Regions from separate parts of the Mus musculus genome. Here region 1 is linked to region 2. Evidence: chromatin contacts called from public HiChIP or PLAC-seq data. All regions are on one chromosome and are shown on one strand. The core of a region is the stretch at or near the end of the contact, and the rest is flanking DNA. Distances in the headings are between cores, read along the strand shown.

Region 1 (4,437 bases), core at 1,856-4,355, 140 kb after region 2:
AAATCAACGCTTACGAATATTTGGGTCTGAAATGTCTGCTGGAAAGGTTTTATTGTTTTCAATTGTTTGTGTGGTTATTCAATTTTAAAAAGAGCCTACCTACATTGGCTCTTTAGGAGAGATTGGGCCTTTCGCTGCAGGGTCTCCCACCTCATCTTTAATGCTTTTGCCTGAGAGGGTTCATTGGTGCTGGCTACCACTCTGGCTTCTACTCACTGGACTGAGCCCTGGGGCTGGTCTACAGGTATCTCATGACCTTTCTTCAGGTGCCTGGGCATATTCTAATGGAAGCCTATGTAGGCTGAGCTCAGCCAAGAACATGGAGGCCACCCTAGAGGACTGGGTTCACACTGCAATTCACCCAGTCACTTCACGCCTGGCCATGGCCTGGGAACTTGAAACAGCAACAGGCCAGGCATTTTTCTGCAAGCACTGGGGATCCCTGGGAGACAGAGTGGAAATGCAGACCCAACATGACCTTGTAGAGCTCAGAGGAAGCCCTAGGCCAGCTAAGATGACCAAAAAGGCTCCTACTGCAGGTGGCTAGTGGGGCTTTTGTTCTGGTTTTGTTTGTTTTGTTGTTTATTCTACACTGTGATGAGGCCCTGAAAGTACCTTGCTGTACTCTTTGTGTCTTCTGGGAACAGGCATTGAGTCAACCCTCAGTATGTCATAAAGACAAAGAAGAAAGAGGAAGAAGAGGAAGAGAAGTCAGATGGGGCAGGGCCATGTGAGGTTCGGCAGGGATTGTGAGATGCAGGGCCACCAGATAGTTTGTTTTGTGTATTTCCTGACTGAACAACTTCAGGACAGTGCCTTACTTTTGCTGGACACCCTTTTGGAGTAGCAGCAGTATCTAGGTTGCAAGGTTGTTGGAAGGAAGATGGATAAAAGAAAGCCTAAGGATGATATGATCATTTATGACTAACGTGTTGAAAAATAACCTGCCCTGGAAAAAAAAAGGCTTTTTTGTTTTGTTTTGTGCAGACCCACCAAGTTTAACACAGGTCATTGTGTGAGCAGGGATTTAGAACACGAGTTCATCAGGAGATCACAAATGAGGAGAATGTCTACCTTGCTTAAGATATATCAGTATTGGGGCTGGAGAGATGGCTTAGTGGTTAAGAGCACTGACTGCTCTTCCAGAGGTCCTGAGTTCAATTCCCAGTAACCACATGGTGGCTCACAACCATCTGGAAAAGGATCTGATGCCTTCTTCTGGTGTGTACTCATATAGATTTAAAAAAAAATCTTAAAAAAAAATCTATCAGTATCCTATAGTTCAGTAGGGAGGTTAGGACGATGTGCCATGTGGACTCTTCTGCAATTTATGACCAACTGTTGATAGGCCTATTATTACATAGTCCACTGTAGGTGGCTATGGCTGCTGTGAGATCATGGCTGTATTGTAGGGAAGACAGCAGAGGTGGGGAGGAAGTACGAGAGGTTAAGAGTGATAGTAAACAGAAGGTACTACAGACATCCTTCTTGGTAGCAGCACATCCACAGCACCTGCCTCTTCCTCAAGATCGATACTTTCCTTCATACCAAGGCTTCCTGGAGCAACAGTACCTTCCAATCTGCTGCCATCTTCAACAGTATCAGAATCTCGCACAGCAGAACTTTCAACAGCGCTTGTATCTCCATAATATCACATTCTCCATTACACCAGAAGCTTCAGGCAGCACAAATGGCCCACACTGTCACCATCCCATAACCAGTGCCCTCCACACCACCAGGATCTTCCTTTAGAACTCATCCTTCCAAAGTGTCACTACCTTTGGTTCCACCAGCACCTTCTATAGCACCAAAATTCTTCCTGAATCTGGTGCCCTGTATGTATCAGATGCCTGTATCACCAGCTCCTCCACAGCACTAGAGCTGCCCAGAACACCACAGCCTTCTATCTGTGACACCCATTCTTCAATGCAGCATAAACCTTCCACACCACCAGCTCCTCCATAATACCAGTCCATCCATGCACCAGTGCTTCCCACAGCAGAACCACAGCTTTAACACCAGAACTTTCCAGAGCCGTGGTTCTCAGCCTGTGGGTCACAGCCCCTTTGGGAATCAGATAACCTGCATATCAGATAATTACATTGTGATTCATAACAGTAGCAAAATTATAGTTATGAAGTAGCAATGAAGTAATCTTATGATTGGGGGTCCCCACAACATGAGAAACTGCATTAGAGGGTTGTAGCATTAGGAAGGTTGAGAACTGCCATTCTAAAACATCATTATGTTCTGTAGCAGGCAGTTTAACAGCATCCCCAGCTCCCAGGGCTCAGGATGGATGGATTTGTTCCTGTTAGCCTAAGGACACTCTTCAAGCCTTTTGGAAGAACCTCTGGAGATACAGAAAAACAGGGTGCACAGGGGTGGGGTAGGGGTGAGCAGCAACTGTCCGTGCTAAGCTCTCTGAGGCTGTCTGTAAAGATGTTCCCCCAGCATCTCCACCCACAGCTCCAGGCACATCTAAGGGTGGCAGCAAGCCAAACCTCCACACACCATGGCTACTCGGCTCAGAACCTCTCCCAGCCAGCATCTTGCAAAGCTTGAACCATTGGTCCAGTCAGAGAAGCCCAATCTTCCTTTCCCAGGCAAAAATAAGTTCTATGATTCTGCTCCCACAGCAGACATACGTGGTGGGTCCCTGAGCCCCAGTGAGCTTCCTCATCTAAGACCTTCAGACTCTTCTTAATTACCACACAGCTTCCTCACCCTTTTCCCCTACCACCCTGCAACCAGCAGATGCATCCTTTACAAAGCCCAGAGGAAGCTCTCTGAAGAAAGCTGAAAACCAGGCTAATTAACACTTCAAGCTTTATATAAGCAAATGAGAATCTGCTTCATTTCCATCCCCTCCCCCCTTCTTTTTGTTCCAAAAGGCAGGGCTTGTCCCCACCCACGCCTGACAGTCAAGGCTCGCAAAGGGCTGCTAGTGAAACACAAATCTCTTCTTCCAGAACTGACTTGACCCGTGAGGATCAACTGAACAAAACTGGATTAAAGGCAGTGATCAGGCCTGAACCCGGCTTAGAGCTACTCTGTTCATTATTTTAGCTGACTCATTTCTACTACAGGCAGCATGGCTGGACAGAAAGGCCAGACAGACAGGCCCAGCTCTGACACTGGCTCTGGCTTTGACACTGGGTAACTGGGCCAGCGGACTGAATCATCTCTCTGATTAATGGGGGAGTTATACCACCTCATCCACTGGGGACTCCCAGCTCGCTCTCTCTCTCTCTCTCTCTCTCTCTCTCTCTCTCTCTCTCTCTCTCTCTCTCTCTCTCTCTCTCTCTCTCTCTCGTGTGTGTGTTTGTGTGTGTGTGTGTGTGTTTGTGCACATGTGTACAAGGCAAGCATGGTCAGGGGACAATTCTATACAGTTAACTCTCTCCCCTTATGTGTGCTCTAAGAATTGAATTTAGGTCATCTTCTGAGCCATCTTGCTAGCCTAAAAAGGTAAAGCTTAAGAATTTGTAAAATAGTCCACTATAGAGATATAGTTTTATTCGTGAAATCAAGAGAAAGGTAGGAAGTCTAACCTTGTCTAATACTTTGATTTTTATATATAGCACTACTGTTAGTATTCTTATGTGTGACTCTGTGCCTTTTATGAACGACAGAGCCAAGACAAGTCAACTTTACTCCAGGGCCCGATTTGTACATATTACCCCCATTCCCTCCTGCTTGCCCCTCATAACTTTTCCCCGCAGGTGGCTGCACACAGCAGGGGCCAGTCCCCCTCGTACTAAGTCCACATTGCACAGTGGAAAACATGGTAAGATGACAGTAAATGAGCAGTCCCCGCCTTTGCTAGAGAGCCAGCATCACACACTCAGCCACTCAAATACAGATTTAGTGCAGAGAAAGACTGTCATGTGTTCTGGTTTGGTCTAATGCTTGTATTATGTTAATTGGGTCCCCAAAATTGCACGAGAATTTGCATGTAAAACACTGAGGGTCCCTGACCTCTGTTTTGATTGGTAATTAAAGTTGCCAACAGCTAATGGTTTGACAAGGAGGCAGAGGTGGGACTTTTAGGATTCCAGAGCAAGGAACAAGGAGGGAGGAAGGGATAGCTGCTGCGCTGGGAAAGGGGCAGCTGCCATGCCTGAGGTGTGCAGGACAGCTTGCCAACATGTAAGAGCCTGGGAAGAGTGGCCTCAGGGGACCCCTGACGGGGTTTAGGGCAACAAAAATGGAATATAGATTTTAATGAGTAGTAACTCAGGAATATCGGAGGGGAGTGTGTTAGCTGTGTGGAAGTTTGGGAGTGGCTCAGCCATTGAGCTGTTTAAGGCATATTAAAATATAAGGGTGTGTGTGTGTGTGTGTGTTTCATTCAGGAACCCTGAACATTGGGGTGGGTAGCGAGAAACACTTGTGCCGTCGCTGCTGCCGGCATGCTTTGAGTAGTTAATTGGC
Region 2 (4,596 bases), core at 1,857-4,356:
AAGCAACCGATAGGTAGAAACATTTGTCTTGACTGTAGAGATCTCAGCCATATGGAAACCTGCCATCTGTAAGCCAGTTAAAGAATTTTTAAAACGTTTGAAAGGAGTGGCTGCATCACTGGGGAACGCTGTTTCTGGAATACTTAATAAACAAAAGCCGCAGGGCCAGGAGCAGTCACCTCCTTACAGCTGACGGCTTTGAATGGAAGAGGCCCTTCAAAGCAATGCAGGCACTTGCTGTTCTTGGTTCTCACCAGATAAGACCCTATCGATGGAGGTATTACCTGCTTTGGTTAAAAGATATAGAGAAATTAAGCAGAAAACGAGCAGGTCGGTTGTTCCACGCTGGCTAGCATTCTGAGTGACAGGGCAGCTTTGTAGCTGGCCAGGGGAGAGAACTCAACAGTCTCGGGAGAAGCTTGTGGACTACAGTAAGGATCTAAGCCAGTGTGGGTTACCAGGCAGATTACCCACTGGTGCGATAGTGGCCTGACACTTTGCAGGGATCACCGACTGCTTTTGCCACTACACAGGAGAGACTCAGACTTGCCACTGTAAATCTGGTCAAAGCCCACAGCTGTGGAGGACATAGTCCCCAAGGGGACCTACTTGCTGTTGCTTTGCTAAGTGGACAGTGTCTTAGTCAGGGTTTCTATTGCAGGGACAAAACACCATGACCAAAAAGCAAGTTGGGGCGGAAAGGGTTCTTTTGGCTCACACCTCTACATTGTAATTCATCATTGAAGGAAGTCGGTTCAGGAACTCAAACAGGGCAAGGAACCTGGAGGCAGGAGCTGCGGAGGGGTGCAGCTGGCCTTGAGGGCTGGCCAGTTGGAGTTAAGAACAGCCCAGATGAAACATAATAAGTAGTAACTCGGGGTTATTAATAGGAAATAGATTCTAATAGCCTAGAGGGTAGGTAAATGATCAACTCCTGTGCTGTTTAAGGCTTATTGTAAATATAAAGGCTCTGAGTGTCTTTTATCTGGGAACCTAACCAATGAAAGTCAGAATAGAAACCCCAGGAAAGGATTTAACCCATAGGCCCCAACGCCTGCCAACAATGGACCAAAGACCGAATCCACAAAGATCTAGTCCATAGTTCCAGAAAGTTCTTAAGTGCACTAACTTTGCCTTTTAGTTTCTGTAGTTCTGCTTCTTGCTAACTAAAGTGTGACAACCAAGACGTGGTTTTTTGTGCATAAAAGACCGAGGGCCATAAGGTTCAGAACTGTGTGATTTGGGCAAGTTCCTCATGTAGCCGCTGGCCAGCAATAGATTTTGCTTTTGGCTTTAAGAGTGTCTGCCTAATGGGCTTACCATGCAGTGTACTATCGGTGCCAGCAAGATCCCCAGAGACTAAGATGCTGGGACACTGGGGGCCCTCAGATCCCCTCTGGGGTGATACCATGAAAAATGGCAATTCCTAGGGGTTGCATGCCTGAGACCCTCCCATCCATGAACTTCAAGGGCCCTATGAATTTCCCCTGCTTTTAGTCCTACTGCCCCAGAGGCGCCTGAGGCCTCCACCCTAAAAAGGGAAACTACAGAAAGCTCCTCAGTGCCAACTCTTCTCCGTGTCATGGTTCAGCCGCAGGTACAGAGGCAATGTGTGTGCAGTCATGGTCCACTTGCCATAGGCTTACTCTTTCAGTTAGCCTCCAGAATTCTGGGAAATGTGTGAAGAGAAAGCAGTCACAGTTATCTTCAAAGGATCCCAAATATCCAGCAGGCTGAAAAAATTGCCAGCCTACCAAAGGGTTCCCACACCCAGCTGCTCTCAGGTGGGTATTCTCAGAGGAGCTACTCAAGTGGCACCTTGCCAAGCCCAGGAAATGTTACTTTTCTGAGTTTGTATCTTTTGGTATTCTGTTATTTATGCCTCAAATGCCTTTAGCCTACTTCTCCACATGCATCCATCAAAGTCCTCTCTCTCTCTCTCTCTCTCTCTCTCTCTCTCTCTCTCTCTCTCTCTCTAAATATTATTTATTTAATGTATATGAGTACACTGTAGCTGTCTTCAGACACACCAGAAGAGGGCATCGGATCCCATTACAGATGGTTGTGAGCCACCATGTGGTTGCTGGGAACTGAATTCAGGACCTCTGGAAGAACAGTCAGTGCTCTTAACTGCTGAGCCATCTCTCCAGCTCCCAGAGTCTGCAATTTTGAATGTCATTCTCTGTGAATCTTTTTCAAGCTCTCTACCCATAACCCCTAATATGTTGCACTGTCTCAGTGTGAACTCTCCCTTTTGCCCAGCATCTACATCATGTGGCAGAGACACTCACATAGCAATTGTTATTCTGTGAGATGCAACAGACGTCCTCTATGAAAGTACCCTGAGCCAGAGAAGGCATCTGAGCCCTTTGTGTCCTGAGCATCTTGCACAGTGCTAGGCAAAGTGTAGATGCCCTTGTTGTGTGCACGAATGAATGAATGAATGAATGAGTAAATGAATACAGTGTGCTGGCGTGTTTCTATGGAGGCTCCGTGGTGTAGACAGAATCTACTCAGGACTCTTCTCTCTATTCACCGGGGCCCAGCTGACTACACACTGGAGCCTCCCCGTTAGGAGGTTCTGGGCTCTTTATTGGCTTTCATTATTTTTTTTCTCCCTAAAACAATATGATCCTTCTTTAGTGCTTTCCAAAGCACACCAATCAGCATACTAATCACACTAAAGTGTCAACGGAACCTGCCAATTTCATACATTTGCATATTTTCTGTAGGGTTCCGCCTCCCCCTCCCCCTCCCTTTCATTAGCTATTCTTGGAAGAGCTGCTCAGCCTCCATATTGTTCAAACTGGCTTGATTTTGATTTCACTTTGTAAAGACAGATTTGCAGGATGATGAACGAGCTCCTGCCAATTTCATGCATTTCCGCTCTGTACATCGACACCTTATATTTATTCCATCTTCTCCTCCTGGCTCCAGATGGTGTGGCAACACAGCCTCGGGCAAAGACACAAAACTCACTCTCCCTCCCTCCTCCTCCTCACACTTTCAGCTCCGGCTCTCCCGTGCCAGGTTTGAACGGTGCACAGCCTCTGGCAAACGTTGCCTCGCCTGCAGATTGGGCTGCCGCTTAGGAACCTGGGAATGTGAAGCAAGACAATGGGGAATGTCACATGCCTTGGGCCTCGCCACTCCAGTCACTGCCCCTCACAGAAAACCACAGCTGAAAGAGTTTGATACATTCACAGATGTTCCCCCCCCACCACCCTTTTCCATTCAAGAAGCGGGCCACAAGTATCTCAAGAGAAGACTTAATAAAACAATGAAACAAAAGCCCCAGGCTCCTCGTGACAGATGAAAAAAAAAAAAAAAAAAAAAACCACCCAAAAAACAAAAAACAAAAAAAACCCAAAAAACAAACAAACAAAAACCTGGCAAGAGCATGTGCCCATCTTGACACTCTCTTGCCTTCTGTCTGAAATGTGACCAGGGAATCATACAGATGAAAGATGGCCAGAGACATATACCAGTGATCTTTTAGATATACCTGCCTCCCCATCCCCCCCCCTCACCCCCAGTTAAGTAGGGGCTGGAACAGACCCCAGAGCATGTGAATTAATTATGGGGGCATCTGAATGAGGACAGATCTGCTCCTGGCTTTCTCTGTGGGTCCAGGGCGGTGGAGAGCTTATACAGCCCCTAGGCGCCAGGCCCAGTGGAGTAGAAGCTGGAATAAGCCATGCACAGACAAGAGAATCAGAAACAAGGACTCAACATTTGGGATCAGAAATCTTCCTGTTTTTAGTGGGTGTGGTGGTACATATGGGAGGCTGAGGATTGTGTATTTGAGGCCAGTCAGGCTCCAAAAAATAAAAAAGGAAGCCACAATAGCAACAAAATAGAAAATTCCTCTTAAGTGTGAGACTGGACCAGGAAACAGGTTGGGCCTGGTGAGGATGTGGTTTGGCAGCAACGACACCCTTGACACTCACAATGTCACAGATTGGACGTGACATGCCCTCCAAACGCCCATAGACATTAAAGACGTTAATGAGCCCATGGCAACATTGGGAGGGGAGTTCATCTGGACTGACGGGTGCTTACTGTAAAGTTGTTAGGTCTCTGAGGGTATGCTGCAGAAGAGGGTTGTGGGAGTAAACTTGTCCTTCTTCTGTGGTATACGTGTGTGCGCGTGTGTGTATTTGTGAATGTTTCTGTGCATGTGGTGTGTGTGTATGTGTGTCCAAGCAATTAGGTAAATGACTTTGCTCTATCACATGTCCCCTGACAGAACATATTGTTTCTTCATAGGGCCAAAGCAACAGGGCCAACCAGTCATAGATGAAATCCTGTAAACCTATTAGCCAAATCAACCAGTTCTACTTCCAAGTTGATTACTCAGTCCCACAATGGCCAAGGACCCTTTGGAGTAGTGGGGAGTCAAGTGGACCTAGAAAAACCCAGAAACTAATAGTCCATCTCACATGATGCTACTTAAGAACCAGACATGGGTGGGAAAGCAAAGAAACCCTTGACTTGAGTGAGGAAACCCAGAACTGACTGAATCGTTCTGCTTTGAGATGAGACTCTTTAGAGTGGACTATAGATCAGAGGGTGCAGCTAGTTATGTTGGCTAGT

The links. HiChIP or PLAC-seq counts read pairs in DNA pulled down with a chosen protein or histone mark.
Region 1: a contact with region 2 is called in an H3K4me3 HiChIP or PLAC-seq map of embryonic forebrain, with 5 times the contacts expected there. The contact joins two enhancer-like sites. A contact is called at or near these places in 1 of 15 datasets of contacts at CTCF or cohesin (CD8 T cells), 4 of 484 Hi-C or Micro-C datasets (cerebral cortex, cortical neurons and neural stem cells) and 8 of 115 datasets of contacts at active chromatin or transcription factors (embryonic basal ganglia, embryonic forebrain, embryonic hindbrain and 5 more).

Annotation. Positions count from the first base shown.
Region 1 is chr11:32,018,804-32,023,240 of GRCm38.p6, reverse strand. The region is part of intron 3 of Nsg2 (neuron specific gene family member 2); the gene reads right to left. Among named protein-coding and RNA genes, the nearest start is that of Nsg2, 21 kb to the right of the region's middle. Within about 2 kb of position 3,105, at least 141 of the 459 cell types and tissues checked have an H3K27ac peak or open chromatin away from gene starts, as enhancers often do. A contact at or near this core is called in cerebral cortex, cortical neurons, embryonic basal ganglia and 4 more, where this site is marked.
Region 2 is chr11:32,156,376-32,160,971 of GRCm38.p6, reverse strand. No RefSeq gene overlaps it. Among named protein-coding and RNA genes, the nearest start is that of Gm40823, 2.6 kb to the left of the region's middle. Within about 2 kb of position 3,106, at least 41 of the 459 cell types and tissues checked have an H3K27ac peak or open chromatin away from gene starts, as enhancers often do. A contact at or near this core is called in cerebral cortex, cortical neurons, embryonic basal ganglia and 4 more, where this site is marked.